Linked DNA regions of Macaca mulatta: region 2 is linked to region 1. The links are chromatin contacts, called in public Hi-C maps. All regions are on one chromosome and are shown on one strand. Each heading gives the region's core, a stretch centred on a gene start, on an enhancer-like site or on the middle of the called end of the contact. The rest is flanking DNA. Distances are from core to core; before and after follow the strand shown. Region 1 overlaps BCAR3 (BCAR3 adaptor protein, NSP family member). Region 2 holds the start of FNBP1L (formin binding protein 1 like).

Evidence for each region. A called contact is a pair of places that touch in the nucleus more often than the background predicts.
Region 2: a contact with region 1 is called in a Hi-C map of fetal cortex germinal zone, with 6 times the contacts expected there. The contact joins the promoter of FNBP1L here to the enhancer-like site in region 1. A contact is called at or near these places in 4 of 14 Hi-C or Micro-C datasets (cortical neurons, fetal cortex germinal zone, fetal cortical plate and 1 more).

Annotation. Positions count from the first base shown.
Region 1 is chr1:146,647,424-146,651,465 of T2T-MMU8v2.0, forward strand. The region is part of intron 3 of BCAR3 (BCAR3 adaptor protein, NSP family member); the gene reads left to right. Among named protein-coding and RNA genes, the nearest start is that of BCAR3, 81 kb to the left of the region's middle. Within about 2 kb of position 1,573, at least 4 of the 40 cell types and tissues checked have an H3K27ac peak or open chromatin away from gene starts, as enhancers often do. A contact at or near this core is called in fetal cortex germinal zone, where this site is marked.
Region 2 is chr1:146,825,495-146,829,079 of T2T-MMU8v2.0, forward strand. FNBP1L (formin binding protein 1 like) reads right to left here and starts at 1,628. Exons shown (of 14, transcript XM_077952925.1): 1 at 1,429-1,628. The coding sequence starts at 1,452.

The DNA.
Region 1 (4,042 bases), core at 323-2,822:
TACTAGAGTAGAACTCAACAAGTTGTAATTCCTTAGAGGTTAACTGCAGTGTGGACTCTGAAATCCTATCAATGAACTTGTTTTATTTCCTTAAAATTCAATTTGAATGGATCTCTCTTGCAATTTGAATGGATCTTTTACCCATGCATAAGTTTATATCATCATGCATTGGCCATTTGAAAAATATTGGTTTATAAGTTATGCAGATCTGATAAATGTTACATATTTCACTATGTAATATCAAAACTCACATTCATTAATATGACCACCGATCTCATCAGAAAAATCATTAAAGTATTGGAAAGCTGTCAAACTCATGTGGTAAATACAAGTTTTCCAAAATTCTATTTTCACTTGAAACCTGGAATTTTATCATTGGCAACAAACACTGTTGTTTTCCTTGAAGTAACAGGCTCACTTTGTTCGTTTTTCAGAAAATGGCTGCCAAATAAATACCCGAGTCTGAATAACCAAGTTTGTCAGACATTCTTTGAAGTAAAAACTGTGTTCCACGAAAAAGCAGCTAGTTGAGCCCACGATTCAATTGCACAGTTGCTTTTCCTTCAGACAAACTCTGTGCTTGGAAACGCGGCAGAATTGTTTTCTGTGCATGTCCTGTTCCATTGTACAGAATACTAAACAGACATGTACTCGAGGGCCCAGATTTAATAAAGTGAGTAATTCTCACTGCTTCATCAAAGACTTCTAGGTGGAACTGGCTCTTTTTCTTCAATTCTTTGAGCCAGTGGGAGTCAAGAGTGCAATGGCCTCTGGTAGAGTTTGGTGCCTCTGCCTTGCTTTGTGCTGAGGCACCAGGAATTCACCCGTCACAGCTTCTGCACCACCAGCAGTGAAACAGGCAAAAAATGTCTCTGTATCATGATGAAAATAAGTTTTGACCTCTCAGACCTCCAGAAACCTCCCCCCAGCCTGCAGACCAGCCTGTAGACCACACTTTGAGCACCACTGTACCAGAGGGTCTTTTGCTACTTAAGAGACTAAAAGCTGCAAAAACACTTAACGCACAAATAATCCCCTCTTGTTTATCTAAATCCATATTTATTTCTCTAGCAAAGTTTACTTTTAAGCTCAGCTTGCCCAACAGTTGCATTTACATTTAAAGAGACTGGTTATTAATATAAAAAAGACATTAAATTTTCATTTAAAAATAAGGAAAAAATTGAGAGTCAATCCTCGAAGTAAGGGTTCTCAATTGTGGGCCTGTTCCTTGCAGTGGAGTGGATTATGATGCCTCTAGAAATGCTAACTCTATGTAACATAACCAAGTCATGATATAATGTAAAGATCTGGTTGCTTATCATATACTGTAAAGTGCTAGGCCAGAAGCAATTGTAACTCTCCTCTCATTGCTTTACACTAAAACTCTGAAAACCCCAAGCTTGGTGGGGCCAAGGCTGGGGTTATGGCAAGGTGCTCTGCTTGAATGTGCAAGTACAGTCGAGGGAGAAATTTGTTGGAGGGATCCATTTACTTGCAGCAGGCTGGAAGTGCGCATTCTCCTGATCCTTAAGCTTTTATTAATTGCTGCAGCCTTGGCTCCTTCTATGCTCCCAGCGTGGATTTGCTGGCTGAGCTCCATCCGTCCTTTATGTGAATGAAGATAAGGATGTGTCAGACTCTGGGAATGAGAGCATGCTGTTTGGCCCTTCAAGGCAATTTCCTTTCGAGTCCCAGCCCTCTCCAGATGGCATCTAATTGTTTCTTGAATGACCTCAGTGTCCAGGCTGCAGGAACCTGGTCTGAGAAGCCATTTCACATATTTATTAGCCTGTGGATGAGAACTTACTATATAAAGCCCCCATTCACACTCTCAAAAGAGCTTTTTGTACAGAAGAAATAAGGAAGCTGATGGACTGTTTCCTGTGACCACCAGTCTCCAGCTGGATTCTTATTTTTACCAGGCCCCGGTGGGTGTATTTTGAAGGGGTCTGTGTGGTTCAGTTGAGTCCATCCCGATTCAGTCACCTCCACTCTGTCTCCTCATGGTCGCTACACAAAGCCTTGACAGAACGGAGTCAAGTCCCCTTACCTCATGGTTTCAGGATTACTTGAACAGAGTACAGGTGGTATGAGTTGGGGATTACTGCATTCTGGAAGCCTCTCCCAGTTTGGGAGCTAGTTCAGAGTTTGAGAGAGTAAAATGACTCTTAGGGCCAAAGTGGGAAGCAGCCCTAATTCAGCCAGAAGCTGGCAAGGCTGGCTTACCCAGTGAGGAGCATAACTCCTCTGTGGCCTGTCGTCCCTCACACCTCTGCAGTTCTGAACTATTTTTGGGGAGAGAGGGAAGGGCCCCTACCTTTTTGCAAATATCATGAATAAGAGCCATGTCTCCAGAAGTATGCATGCACACTTATTGCACATCTTAGTTCCAGGTGTTTGTGGACCCTAGGTTGAGAATCCCTGAGCTATCTCCAGATGTTCAGTGGGCCCCTATCATGTTCAGGCTTTCTAATGATGACAATAAGACATGGGTCGTGAGGCCAACAGACAAGGGCACCAGTCATTTTAATGAGTGCTTCAGTAGCTGAACCCTGGAGGACAGGGTTGGAGCTAGGGCTTCTTACTGGGACAAGTAGAAGAATAGCAAGGGGAGAAGGAAACCCCAATGGGCCCACACAGACTAAGAGCAGGGGCTCCCAAACTTCCAGGCCATGTCCACCTAAGGACTGTCTAAGGAGTACATTTGGGAAGATTCTAATGTGATTTGGAGATGATATAAACATCCTGTCCTTTGACCTGGAAAGAAGTCATGAAGGTTGCCCTCCCAGGTGACTGTACCAGGTAAAGCTCATCTGGCATCAGAAAGGGGGTGTCTCAGCCAGTACCTCTGAATTGGGTCTGTGGCCTTCCACATAGCAGAATAGCCTTTTGGAAACATTCTCCAGGAGCTGATGGTGCTGATGCCACATAAGCAGGGCTGAGAGTGCAGTTGGTTCATGCTTTCCCCTGGCTGGGAGGTGCTGGGTGTGGGAGCAGAACTCACCCCTACACCAGTGGCATAGGACATTCCAACAGTAGGAATCCCTCTCCCTCTTCCTAGAGGCAAATTCATGTCATCGTTATCCTTAAAAACTCAAGACAACTCAGTTATTTCCATGGAAGTCCCTGGAATAGACTGCAAAACACCATTAATTTCCATTCATTGCTGACACATGAGTGCACAACCCTATTATTAATGGGTGTATAATATGCATGTTTTCATGTAACATCAGTTCATGTTGGCTCCTTGTAGCGTTTCTCAGATACAGAGATCACATTTTATACACATAATCTCCAGCATAGCCCGACACAGTATGTTACATCTTCATCTCAAGTTTTAATCTTACACTGATAAGGTGAGCCTGTAAGCGCACATTGATGGTGTAAGCTAGGAAATTTACCTCTGGGAAGGGCATGGGTGGAGTGGCCTGGGTTGATGACTACTTCTGGGAAGGAAAACATTTTTAGGACCTTAGTCTCTTGCATCTGCTTCTCTTAGCACTTTGGCCACATTCTCTTCCATCAGCTTCTTTATGCAGTGGGGCCTGACTGTGGGCTGCTCTAGGCTTATATTCTTAAAACTTGTGGTCCAAGGGGAAAAGGGGGTGTCTTCCTTAGCCCTTGTTCGAAAAGTCTCAGGGAAGGACTCTGTTTGGTCTCATGTCATTCACCTGCTCACTCTTGGACCGTTCAGTGTTCAGTATTCTGATTGGCTCACACATCCATTTAAAGAATGAATACACATTCTACTCAGTAAAGCTTTTAAATATAATAGCCACCACCTGCTGTCTATACCATTTACCCCCCTACATTTTTAGGATCAGAAGTATATTCTGCTATATTTCCGTTATCTCTATTCAGGATACATATATAAAATGTTGACACATGAATGCTAAATTTTGCAAAAAAAAAAAATCTTTCCAAGTCCTATTCCCATCTTTCCCCAGTTTATCTCCCTCCTCGTTTATGTACTGGATACCTATTGCCTCCAAGTTTGCCAGATTCACTGCTGTTACAGATAAGTTATGGGCAGGGGGTGGGG
Region 2 (3,585 bases), core at 378-2,877, 180 kb after region 1:
CCCCAATATAAGAACAATTAATGCTATCTAAGAAACAGAATGAAGGGGCTCCTAAGGTATTTTCTCTTGGGTGGTGTGTTTACAGACTGGGTAAGCACTTGTCCAGAATGTTGCACAAGAGATTCCTGGCTAGCTAAGTAAGCGTTCACTAGATGGACTCTAAAGTGTCACAGTTCTAAGATTCCCAATCTATGAGTAGACGAGAAAAATAAGAAAACATTTTGCCTTTCAATTAACCGATCGGCTTTCACTCCCACCCTGGCCGGGCACACACATACTCAAAAGTTATTTCTCCCCTTTATCTGCAGTGATTTCACGAGATCCTCGCGAACAAAAGGCACGGAAAACAGGCACAGGTGGAATAAAAAGGGGAGTGGCTGAGGCCAGGCGGCTCTCGGAACAGCGCCCCCACGCACCCAGTTCCCCCGGCCGCACCTGAGAAATCACAGCCCTCTACACCTCCACCCTTCCGCGCCGGCGCCAGGGGCAAATTCTCCGACCTATTACCCTCCGCCCGTACCTTGGCCAGACATTGGGCATTGTCTGGAGCCTCCTGTGCCAAAGAACGGCAGGGAGGAAAGGAAAGGAGAGAACGAAGGAGAAAGAACAAGTGAGAATAAAGAACGGAAGGGGAAGTAAAGCAACAGGGAAACCGTACGCTCCTTTTGGCAAAATTAGCTTCCTGAATTAAATCACTCGATTTAATTCAGCCCCCAAAACCAAGCCATCAGCCCAAAGGCTGCAGCCGGGGTTGGCCAAACCGGAGTCCCTCGAAGCTGTGCCCGCCCGAAGCACAGAAGCAGAGAGAGGGAAATGGGAGTGTGGGCTGGGCCTGGCTGGCCCGAGGCCGGGCTCCGAACAAAGCCGCCTGGGTCCCCATACCTGGGGCGAGAGCTCTGGGCGGCGCCTCCCCGCTCCCCGCTCCCCGCGCCGCCCCAGCCGGGCGACGCCCTAGCCCCGCGGACCTGGCCCGGGCGAGGGATCGCGGCCGGTCCCCTCCCCGCCCTCGAACAGCGCCCATTGGGGACAATGGGCCCCCTCCCCCGCCTCCAGGAGAAGAGATACAAAGGGAGAGACGAGCCGCCGGGCGCGAAGCCAGGCGTCGGGAAAGTGAAGGCGGAGGAGGAAGGGACAAGAGGGGATCACGGCGGACGCAGTAGCCCGCGGGCTGCTCCCCCGGCCGTCCCGGGCGCCGCCCGAGCCGCACCACGGTGGCAAAGGCGGGGGAACGGACTAGCGGCCCCCTAGACCCCCGACCGAGAAGGGAAGAGGAGTCTGCACACAAAGAGGAGCGAGACCCTCACCCTCCGCCAGCGCCGTACCAAGGACCGCGGTGCGCGCTCTCACCGCCGAAGGTCCGCGGCGCCCGCCCAACCCGCGCTTCTCAGGGGCCGGGGTCCATGCGGGGCGCCCCTTTCCCCCACTCACCCACAGCTCTGTGCCCCAGCTCATGGCGGAACTTGAGGCGACTCTGGCCGTCTGGCGTTGCCGCTGTCCGTCCGTCTGTCGGCTCTGCCGTCAGTCGATCCGACCTCTCACTCCCTGGCCGGCGGGCTAGCAGCTCAGCGGGTCTGCCTCGAAAGGTGCCGCCACCGCCGGGCTCCCCAGTGAGTGAGAAAGACGCGACTGGTGAAGGCGCCGCCGCCGCCGCGTCCCCGCCTCCCCGAGCTGGGCGGGAGGGGGCCGGGGCCGAGGGGAGGCGGAACGCGGCGCGGGGAGGGGGCGGGGCGCAGTGCATCCTGGGATCGGGGAGGACCTGGGCGCCCCTGGCCACCGCCGCCGGGGTCCCCCAGCGGGCACCTGGTCACCCTCGCTGGCCCCTTTCGCTCGTCGAGTCTCCTCCCGCCGGTACCCCGCAGCTTGGACTGCCTCCGCTCCGCCGACACTCGCACCCCGTTTCCAAGATAGAAAGGGAGAGAAGGGAAAAGATCCCACCGCCGCTATTATCTCATTCCTCCTCTGCGCTGAGCCCCTTTAGGTGAGGCAATTTCAGTTACCTGCCTTTCCTGCCTCTTGTCTCCTCCACGCGGGAGAAACCTTGACAGGGAAGCGTCATCCAAATCCTAGAGTTTAGATTGAGGAGAGTTGTGTTTTATTTTTTTAAATCTTGATGCTTAAGGTGATCTTTCGAGCCTGATGCTTTGACATGACGATTATTGGGGACCACCAAAATGTGCACAGGTTGAACATCAAATGTGAATGCAACATGTCCCCGATTCTGTCTTTAAATGTTTAATTTTATAAATTCTGTCAGGAAATTATAAAAAGAGGCAGCTCTTCCAGTAATCATTTGGGGATGTTGCCAAGGCACGAGATGGAAGACGTGGACAAATGTGAGCCGAGCTGTCACCTACCGAAGATGAGAAGGCAGCTTGCCCCATCTCTGGAATGGGCACCTCGTGGGTGGGGGTTGGATGGGAGCCAGATTTTTCTCTGGTAGTGTAAACAGCCTATTAGGAACTTCAGATCTCTTTCACGTCCCGGTATCGGAACCTTGGAGGCAGGTCCACTACTTCCTTTTTTCTCTATGGAGCTACTTCTTGGCCTATCTCCATGGGAAGGCTGTTAGCTAGCTTGGCTGGTGCTACTAGATATCAAGTACGCTGAGCAACTCCCTAACATATGCTTTAGTATTAATAGCTTGTCTCCTAAAGCAAGCAAGCGCACACACACACTTCAAAGCAGTCAACTAGTAGAGTACTCCTCAGTGCGTCATGACAGCTGGGTGTTTTAGGAAGCTCTCCCAACGGGTTCTTTGTCAGCACTGAAACTCCTCCCCTACCTGGCCTGCACAGGTGTTCCAACCTCTTCCGCTTAATCCGTGTCCTTGCCTAGCTGCGCTCCCTCTTGGAGTTGAGGCCAACAGCCAGACAGCCCAGTTGCTAATCTTCCTAAATTTTCTGCTCTCCTTCCCTGAGGCCACTTTAAGCATACGAATGCCCTCTTCCAAGTGGGTTATAGACAATTTTTAAATGCTTAAGTTTGTACCATGCAGTGAAAAGCCTGTGAAGCATTGAACAACAGTTTCTAATATTTTTCCACATTGCCTCTATTCCAAAAGAATTTCTTCGTTTATTTACATCACCTAACATTGTTAACCGCCTCTCCTATCACTTCCTCTCAATCCCTGGAATCATGAATGTATTTTGCAATTGCAAGTAACACTAATTAGTAAGGGAAAATGGAATGGAAATGGATTTTTTTTTTTTTTTTGGACGGCTTTTCACTCTGTCGCCCAAGTTGGAGTGCAGTGGCGCGATCTTGGCTCACTGCAACCTCCACCCCCCATGTTCAAGCAATTCTCCTGCCTCAACCTCCCGAGTAGCTAGGATTACAGGCGCCCGACACCACGCCCAGCTAATTTTTGTGTTTTTAGTGGAGACGGGGTTTCACCATGTTGGGCTGGTCTGGAACTCCTGACCTCAAGTGATCTGCCTGCCTCAGCCTCCCAAAGTGCTGGGATTATAGGCGTTAGCCACTGTGCCCAGCCAGGAAATTGATTTATTAAATGAGTATCTCATTATTTAGCAGCACAGCAATACCAAGATTTATTATATCTAAGTATTGTCATAAAAGCTAAGACCT